Regions from separate parts of the Sus scrofa genome. Here all the other regions are linked to region 2. The links are chromatin contacts, called in public Hi-C and targeted proximity ligation maps. All regions are on one chromosome and are shown on one strand. The core of a region is the stretch at or near the end of the contact, and the rest is flanking DNA. Distances in the headings are between cores, read along the strand shown.

Region 1 (2,716 bases), core at 31-2,530, 520 kb before region 2:
CCTTTTTCCTCATAGTAGCTACACTGCGTAGAACAGTGCCTGACACAGAGTAGATGCTCAATAAACACCTACTGAAATCTTGAAAGATTATGGGCAAAAAGTAGTTGAGAAAAAACAATGCCACATCATACAGACTGAATTATTATTCTCCATTCTTTGCCCTTTCCCTGTTCTAGTTACTCTACATGCATAACCTTTGCCATTTGACTTGGCAATACCTGTTACCAGAACAGGTGAGGGATATTTCCTTGTCCCCTTGATGCTGGGCATGGCCATGTGATTTGATTTGGCCAATGAATTGTTAGTGGACATGAGGCCAGCAAAGCTGGGTTATGCTTGCGCAATTCACTTGGCCTCATGCCTTTCTCCATCTGCCTTGAGAGCCTGGGTAGCCTCTGGGTAGCCGCTGGTCTAAGAAAAATGAGGAGGTTTATGAGCCAGTCTGAACACCACCTGCAGCTGGAGCCAAACCCAGGGGTCTTGGGAGAGCCACAGCAGATCCACAGACCTGAGAGGGAGAAAAATGAATGTATAAATGACTTTGGGAATTCCCTGACAGCCCAGCAGGTTAAGGATCCAAAATGCTCACTGTTGTGGCACAGGATTCAATCCCTGACCTGGGAACATCTCCATGTTGCGGGCATGGCCAAAAGCAAAAACAAAAACAAAAAACACTAAATAAATAAACAAATGACTTTGGAGTCCAAAGACCTAATTTGAATTTGAGCTGATTAATTTTATTATCCTGTACTTAATATCTCCGTGTCTCTTTCCATGTCCATTAAGTGAGGATAGCACCTACCTTGTGTAGCGTCGGCAGAGAACACATTTAGCTGCAGAGCCTCACAGCAGGGCTTGGTAGATTGTCAGCCGCCCAAGAAGCATCCACGCTTCCCCTCTCACACAGTCCCAATTTTCACGACGGTTTCACACACATACCACCCCCCCGCCCCATGCTTCCCGGGACTCTGAGTTCCCCCTGAACTTTGGAGCTGATTGGTGGAGGAGTCTTGATTGATGTAGGGCAATCCCAACCCTCTGGCCCATATTACTGGCTCACGAACCAGGTGTGTGCCAGTAGAAAAGGGCACGGGTCCAGCCCTGGCCATGTGCTCAGGCACAGGCGGGTGGATCAGTCAGGCTCTTAGCTGCAGTAACAGAAGCTGACTCTGGGTGATTCAGCACTTTAAAAGTTTACTGAAAGGACAATGGGTGGCTCAGAAGATCCTAGGGAGAGCTGGAGAGCCAGGCTCCAGGCCAAGCTGGCCCACACCACTCCCCCGTTCAAAGCTGCGAGAGAAAGGCTGACAGCACCAAGCTCTGGAACCGGGCGCTGCAGGCTCTACCCCAGCTGCTTCTGTGCCAGGAACAGAAATTTACTGTGACCACTGATGCCTGTGCTGTAGGAGCGGGACGGAAGAGGGGAGAGGGCGGCGGCTGATGCTCTGCGCTTCTTGCATCACCAACTGGAGTAAAAGTCCCGTGTCTGCATCAGGAGAGCAGACTCTGGCTTCTACCTTGGGGAGGTGGGACTTAGAATTTTCAACGTGTCCTAACAAAGGATGAGTGTTCGAAAGAGCCAGTGTGATGACAAGTATGAGAGATGTTTGCTCCAGTTTGAGAACATGAGGTGCAACAGCACTGTTTGCTGGGACTTCTTAGGAAGAATCTTCCTCGTTTAGAAAACGGACACAAGAAGAGGCTCTCATTTCCTGTGGACACTGCGATGTGCTGGTGTGGAGCTTGGAGCACAATAAATCATTTGGGCACGTGGGAAACCAGCCTGAACATGAAGCCAATACACAGAGGAGGGAAGGAACAGGAGAGGAGCAGAGAGAGCCCAGGGCCACTGTCCTTGGCTGATTCAGAGGAAGGCATCCAGCCTCTGCATGTCCAGTTACATGAGCAAGTGTGGCCTGGGTTTTCTGTTGCTTACAGCCAAATGCATCCTAAACTGATGCAGTAGTGATGACACATAAAAACTACTAGAGGGAGTTCCTGTTGTCAGTCAGTGGTAATGAACCTGGCTAGTATCCAGGAGGATGTGGGTTTGATCCTTGGCCTCGCTCAGTGGGTTAAGAATCTGGTATTGCCGTGAGCTGCAGTGTAGGCTGCAGACATGGCTCGGATCTGGTGTTGCTGTAGCTGCGGCATAGGCGGGCAGCTGCAGCTCCGATTTGACCCCTAGCCTGGGAACCTCCATATGCCGCAGGTGTGGCCCTAAAAAGACAAAACAAACAAACAAACAAATAAAAACTACTAGAGGCAACAAAAGCCAAGGAAATCGGTGAAGACCTGGGTTCTAGCCCCATTCCTGCCTTGTGCCTCTTAGCCAAACCATTTCATCTCTGCCCCGCAGTTGTGCCTCGTTCCAGAGCTGTTGCAGAGGGCAGTCAAGGATGGGGGATCCCTGGGTAGCCTAGTCCAAGTGGAAAGGATTCTTATTCTTCCCGGCAGGCTCCGGTAATCAAATGAGACAGGGGCAAAACCACGGTAATAAATGAACAAACAAACAGCTGTTTTCTCAAAGGCTTTAACATTCCAGGTTCCCATTTGGCTCAAGTTTTCGTGTATCCTCTATACTTGGCAGCTGGGTGGGAGGTAGTGGGAGGGAGGAAAGAGAAGGAAACGCTTTGAAGTAGAATTAGGTCAAAGCTGATCACTGAACAGCATGTAGATGCGGGGAGTTTGCTTTTCCTTTTCTCTGCATTCCTAG
Region 2 (2,700 bases), core at 89-2,588:
TTCTTTTGGTACCACGATATAGCATCTCTCTCATTTGAGGCCATCTGTGTCTCCAGCCAGAGAATGGGATTTCACTGAAAATGAAGGAACACCAGTCGGTGAGTGCAGTTGCTGAAAGGGACTCTCGCAGTTTGGGTAGAACTCAAAACCGCTTCTCTCAGCCTCTCCGGGTCTCGTTCTCCGGCTATTTGCCAGGAGAAACAAAAACATACCAAAAAAACCTCTGGCGCAGTGGCGACAGAAGCCTCTCTTGCGATATTTTGTGCGAGCGTTTGATGCAGGGAAGGGGGAGAGGAGGGGAGGTCGCTGGAGTTGACCTGCACCCCACCTCTTCCGCTCCCCAGAGTCCAGCTCTCACCTGGTGCCCCCTGCCCCGAAGTCCGGCGGCCGGGACCTTCTTCCTCAGTGGCCCCTGCCCGGCCGTGAGGCCGGGGGCAAGGGAGCGGGCCCGGCAGGCAGCATCTTCCCTCCCAGGCTGAGACGCCGGCGGGGCCGTTACCATGGAGACTGCCGAGGCCGCCCCAGCCTGAGAAGTAGCCGGCCGCCCAGCGCCCGGAGGAGGGCAGTCTGTTGCCAGAGAGCCGGCGCCCTGCTAGCCAGACCTATAGGGTCATCGGACTGACCCCAAAATAAGCAAAGAAGGAACTGGGAAAGGAGGGGGATAGAAAGTGAAAGGGGTCTTCGCCAGGTTGCTAGTCGCCACGGCAACGGCAAAAGGCTTTGTGCCCGACTGGAAAAGTCAAGTGCAGAGCCCCCAGGGCTCGGCTGGCAGCTGCTTGGGGGCGCGTCCTCGCTAGGCCGGGCCCGGCAGGGCCGTGACTCAGCCGGCCGAGACCTGGGCAACTGCAGCTCCGCAGACCACGGTGCAGCCGGGCCTCGGCTTCCGCTTTCCGGGTTTTGCTGAGAAGATGGCTCCGCCCCCGCCCGGGGCCTTCCAGCCGAGCCTCCGCAGGGCTCCTGAACGAGGAGCTAGGGAGATACACCGAGATCTCGGCCCAGAGCAGCTGCTCAAGATCACCGTTCAGGTCACTTGCTCGGAAATGACTTTCCCAGACATCGATCTAAAGGAGGTCGGTCCCGATATTCCAATAGTTCCCCGTTCATTTCTTTGCGACCCTCTTCTTTCCTTGTGATTTTATAGGGTTTTAGTGCTTCGTTATTTACTACCCGGTCGTCCTCAATGGGCTGTGGGCTCCATGAGGTGAGAGACGGGGGTCTGGCACGAGCCCGGCACATAGGTTCCCAATCTTTGCTGAATGAAAGAATGTTGTCAAGAATTTACGCCGTCCTGAGACGAAGGGCCTGGCGGGCTGTGGCTGATTCCCCGCCTCGCTCCTCCCTCCGCTGCTCTAGGACTTAAGCTTTCTAGGTGCTCAAGGGTAAAGGAAGAGGAGGCCGAGGCTTCCGGCAGCTCGGGGCCCTTTCCCCAAATACCGGAGCGGAGGGGAGCGGCAGGAAGAACTGTTTCTAGGTTAATTCAAGCAGGCTGATAGAGGCCAGGGAAAAGGGACGGTTGCGACCGCTAATGAATATTTAAGGGTACGTTAATAAGGTTTTAAGCTGCTTCCCTGCTTTTTTTCTTTTGGCCATTAATGGAACACTGACCCCTAACGGCCATTCTCACCTCAACTGAAGCAATGTCCTTGCTAGCCCAGCACGCAGCGTTTGAGTCAGTTGAAGCTGCGATGATGAGACCACTTCAGCAAGCCTTCTAAGGAGTGCAGTTCTAAATGATTTACATCATTATTTTTGATTATCTATCAAATCGATATAAAGGCGTAAGTTACCCCCGTTTTGAGGAAAGTCGACTAAGATAAAAATAACACCCATAGAACTAATTTATTTCACCCGGGCTTGATTTTTCATTTTAATGAATAGCACTACTCAGTTTTATTTATGTATTTATTTTTGGTCTTTTGGGGGCCGCACCCACAGCATATGAAGGTTCCCAGGCTAGGGGTCAAATCGGAGCTACAGCTGCCGGCCAACGCCAGAGCCACAGCAAGGCCAGGTCCGAGCGGCGTCTTACACCACAGCTCACAGCAACACCAGATCCTTAACCCACTGAACGAGGCCAGGCATCGAACCTGCAGCCTCTAGTTCCTAGCCAGACTCGTTTCCAATGCACCATGACGGGAACTCCAGGCTTGATTTCTATATTGCACACATTGGCAGTGGTTTTCTTTCTGCTTTTGTTCTGACAGGTTCTCCTTCCCTAGAGCTAAACATGACACTTCTGTTGGGTTTCCAAACAAACGGCTGCCTTAAAAAAAACAAAAAAAACAAAAACTGGAAAATGTCCATTTTTGCTTTAAGACGTAAATTACACTAAATAGGAAAATTTTACTTCATTGCTTAGCACACAAATAGGCTTTGAGGGGAGTTCCTAGAACAGAAACCAGGTAAGACACACTAGAGAAGAGTGGTAAACAGCAAATCTTATTTCAGGACCCCCTTTACAAATGTAGGGCTCTCACTGAACAAAGCATAGGCTTTGAACCCAGAACTGCATTCACATCCCTGCTCCCACTGACAAACTGTGTGACCTTATGCAATTTATTCAACATAACAAGCCTGTGTTCTTACTTGTATTGTTAATTTCCTACTCAAGGCTGTGAGGATTAAATGAGGTAATACTCTGATATAAAATGCCTGGCCCACAGCAGTTACTTAAAACTGTTTGCTTCCTTTTCCTTTCCT
Region 3 (2,894 bases), core at 302-2,801, 920 kb before region 2:
CAAACAAGAAGGCATTCACCCTGCCAGCAGATCCCTTCCAAAAATGGAAACCATCCTTCAGAAAAGGGGGGAGTGTCCCTGGAAACTCTACCCAGGTGACCAAAACTCGCTTACCTGCTCCCACAAGTTCCATTGGTCCAGCGGTGGGAAAACAGGCTGGGGTGGCCCCAACCCGGGCAGGGCCCTGCTGATGGAGGGCTGGAGGGCATTCACCACTGGGGTGACTGCCAGTTGCTTAGGCATGAATGTGCCACTGCCCACCCCCAGCAGGACAGTTTAGGTGGCACCAGATGGTGGGGGGCAGAGGCCAGAACTCCGGGGCAAGAGCATGCATTAAATTACCTGGAGCCCCCAGCTCAATCATAAGACTTTCCCTTCAAGCTCAGTAGAGTAGTTGGCCCAGGCCACCAGGCCCAAGGCCAAGATGGCAAGGACAACAGCTCCCTGTGAGAGGCGGCCCCTGAAGAACTGCCCCACTGACCCTCAGAGAGGCAACCAAACCCCACACTGGACTGGAATGGAACCTGAACTCCTGGGGCCTTCCTTGGGACTAAACAGCTGCCCTCTCCTCCATCCTGTAGATTCCCAGATGAACCAGGGGCTGCAGTACCCTGCTGGCCACCCCTGAGGTCCAGGGAAGAAATCAGATACGTCCTCCTGAACGTGAAAACTAGAAGTGATGGCAGGACTCAGCCTTGGGGCCTCCAGCCCAAACCCCCAGGACACTCTCTAGCCGGGTTGGGAAGTGTGAAGGCGGGTGGGGGGGTTGGAAGGGAGGAGATTCTTGAACTCACACACACACGCACGAGCTGGATCCTTCCCAATCTCCCCTACCTCCCACTCCAGGCCGACTCCAGAAACCATCTAGGGCGACGGCCAGACCCCCGGAACAGTGGCCGCCCCCACGGTCACACCCAGCCCCTATTCCCGCCACTCCACCAGCCCGGCGAGGGGAATTCCCTCCTCCATCCGGACTCGGACCGGGACCCACACCCCAGCCCCGGTCCACAGCGGGCCGCCGGGCCTGGAAACTAGAGCGTCTGGCCTGGGGCTTCCTCGCAGAGACCCAAGTTGCCCCATTTCCCCTCGCCCGGCCGGGCAGGTTCCGGGAAGTCGGGAGGGGAAGGCAAGGGACTCCGGCTTGGACACCAAGAGACGACAGGCCCTGCGGGGCAATTCCCGGGGCGCCTCACGGCGGCCCAGGAGGGCAGGGAGGGGCCGAGCCCGGCCGACCCCCGCGCCGCCCAGGCGCCGCGTCCAAGGGGAGGGCAGGCGGCCCGTACTCGGGCCAAAGCCCCTCCTCCCCGGCCGGCGCCCCGAGCTCCGGCCAAGCGGAGAAGGGGGAAAGTGCTCTGCCGGGGACGAGTTCCCAGGACAACCCCGCCGCCCCCAGCCCTAACCCGAGGTACCTTCCGCTCCACCGCTCCCAGCTGCGCGGCCGGTGCCGGAGGCAGACTGACCCGAGGGGCACCGCCCCGCCCTCCTTCTTCGCCGCGGCGGGAGGGGCGACTCGCGGGAGGGGCGGGCCCGCAGGGGGAGGGGCGGGCCGGGCGGCCCTAGGCTCCGCCCGCCCCCCGCCCCCGCGGGTCGCTGAGCGCAGGCCGCGGGGGCCGGGGTGGGGGGGCGGTCCCGGGTGCCGGCCGGGGGCTCGGGAAAGAGGCCCAGGCTGTGGAGGCGTGGGCGGCGGGGCACAGCCGACGGGACCCTGAAGGACTCTGCCTCTGCCCCGCCTTCCAGCTCCTAGGGGAGAACCGGTATCGGGAAAGTTGAGAGGCGCTCGGGGTGGAGTCAGGAAAGGGCCGCTGCTGCCCTCCTGTGGCCAACTGGCCACCCGCGTCTACACCACCCGGGGCTTCGCGGGACTAGAAAGGAGTCTTTGGGGACGCCCGAGGAGAGGGCCGCGGAAGATGCCCACCCTCTGTTCCTAGAATCACTGCGGAGTAAGTACAGTCCACTATCATCCTCTAGCCTTGGAGACTTTTCAGAACCTTTGAGATTCAAGGCACCTGGTTCCACCTCCCAGTTCCCTTCGTTTCTCCCTGCCTGGAGTTTCCAACTCCTACCCATCCCTCAAAAGGCAGTCCTGGAAATCCTTCCGGATCCCCAGCTTTGAATTCAGTTCTCGCCCCCACTGTATTATTTCTGTGCTGTTAGGGACACCTAGCCGGGTTCGACTTGTGCACCGGGTGTTTACCAACAGGTGTATTTCCTTCCCTGAAAGGTGCCTGAGGAGGTGGGTGGAAGATGAGGAAGTCTACTCACATTTTATTAGCTTGGGATCGTACAATACATAGCTTTTAACATTCATCACAAATCTTCGGAATAAGTATATCCATCCCCTTTTGCCTGTAAGGAAACTGAGGCTCAAGGAAGTTAAGCGGCTTGCCCAAAATTTGCCATTTGTATGTGGCAGAGCAAGCACTTCCTGGTCAGCCCTGTCTGGCTCCAAGCTGGTCCCTCTCCCAGTTGCCTACTGTGATCCTCCAATCTATGCCTCTCCTGTCTGGCACAGTGTGTGGCACGTAAATAGGTTTTCAACAGATCTTTGCTGAATGAATCAATGAATGAATGAATGAATGTTAGAAGTCAAGCATACCTTAAAGATCTGAAAAGCAACTCATATATTTGCTAAATGAGGAAACTGAGGTCCAGAGCTGTGTGGTCCCCAGGCCTCTTAGCTGACTCAATAAATTGAGCTATGTGCTCAGTTGAGGTCGATTTCTGCCTTCAAAGAAGGTACAATCTAAATTCAGAATGCAGACAACTTAAAGATAGCTCATGGCTTTTGAACTCTTGTTACATGGACCTGGCTCCGCATACGTGAACTCCTTTCGTCATGCTCAGAGAGACGGCAGACCTAGTAATGGGTTTGGCACCAGGACCCAAACATCAGG

The links. A called contact is a pair of places that touch in the nucleus more often than the background predicts.
Region 1: a Hi-C map of skeletal muscle shows a contact between it and region 2, with 3 times the contacts expected there. A contact is called at or near these places in 13 of 47 Hi-C or Micro-C datasets (embryonic fibroblasts, epiblast stem cells, fetal heart ventricle and 9 more) and 2 of 2 datasets of targeted methods (alveolar macrophages and skeletal muscle).
Region 3: a contact with region 2 is called in a targeted proximity ligation map of skeletal muscle, with 2.8 times the contacts expected there. A contact is called at or near these places in 2 of 2 datasets of targeted methods (alveolar macrophages and skeletal muscle).

The regions. Positions count from the first base shown.
Region 1 is chr4:107,329,070-107,331,785 of Sscrofa11.1, reverse strand. The region is part of intron 1 of LOC110260343 (a long non-coding RNA gene); the gene reads left to right. Among named protein-coding and RNA genes, the nearest start is that of TRNAE-UUC, 150 kb to the right of the region's middle.
Region 2 is chr4:106,807,564-106,810,263 of Sscrofa11.1, reverse strand. PHTF1 (putative homeodomain transcription factor 1) reads right to left here and starts at 1,338. Exons shown (of 22, transcript XM_021090726.1): 1 at 359-1,338; 2 at 1-74. The coding sequence starts at 44. It overlaps LOC110260434 (a long non-coding RNA gene), which reads left to right and starts at 545. Exons shown (of 2, transcript XR_002343727.1): 1 at 545-1,070.
Region 3 is chr4:107,730,370-107,733,263 of Sscrofa11.1, reverse strand. RHOC (rho-related GTP-binding protein RhoC) reads right to left here and starts at 1,551. Exons shown (of 5, transcript XM_003125846.4): 1 at 1,410-1,551.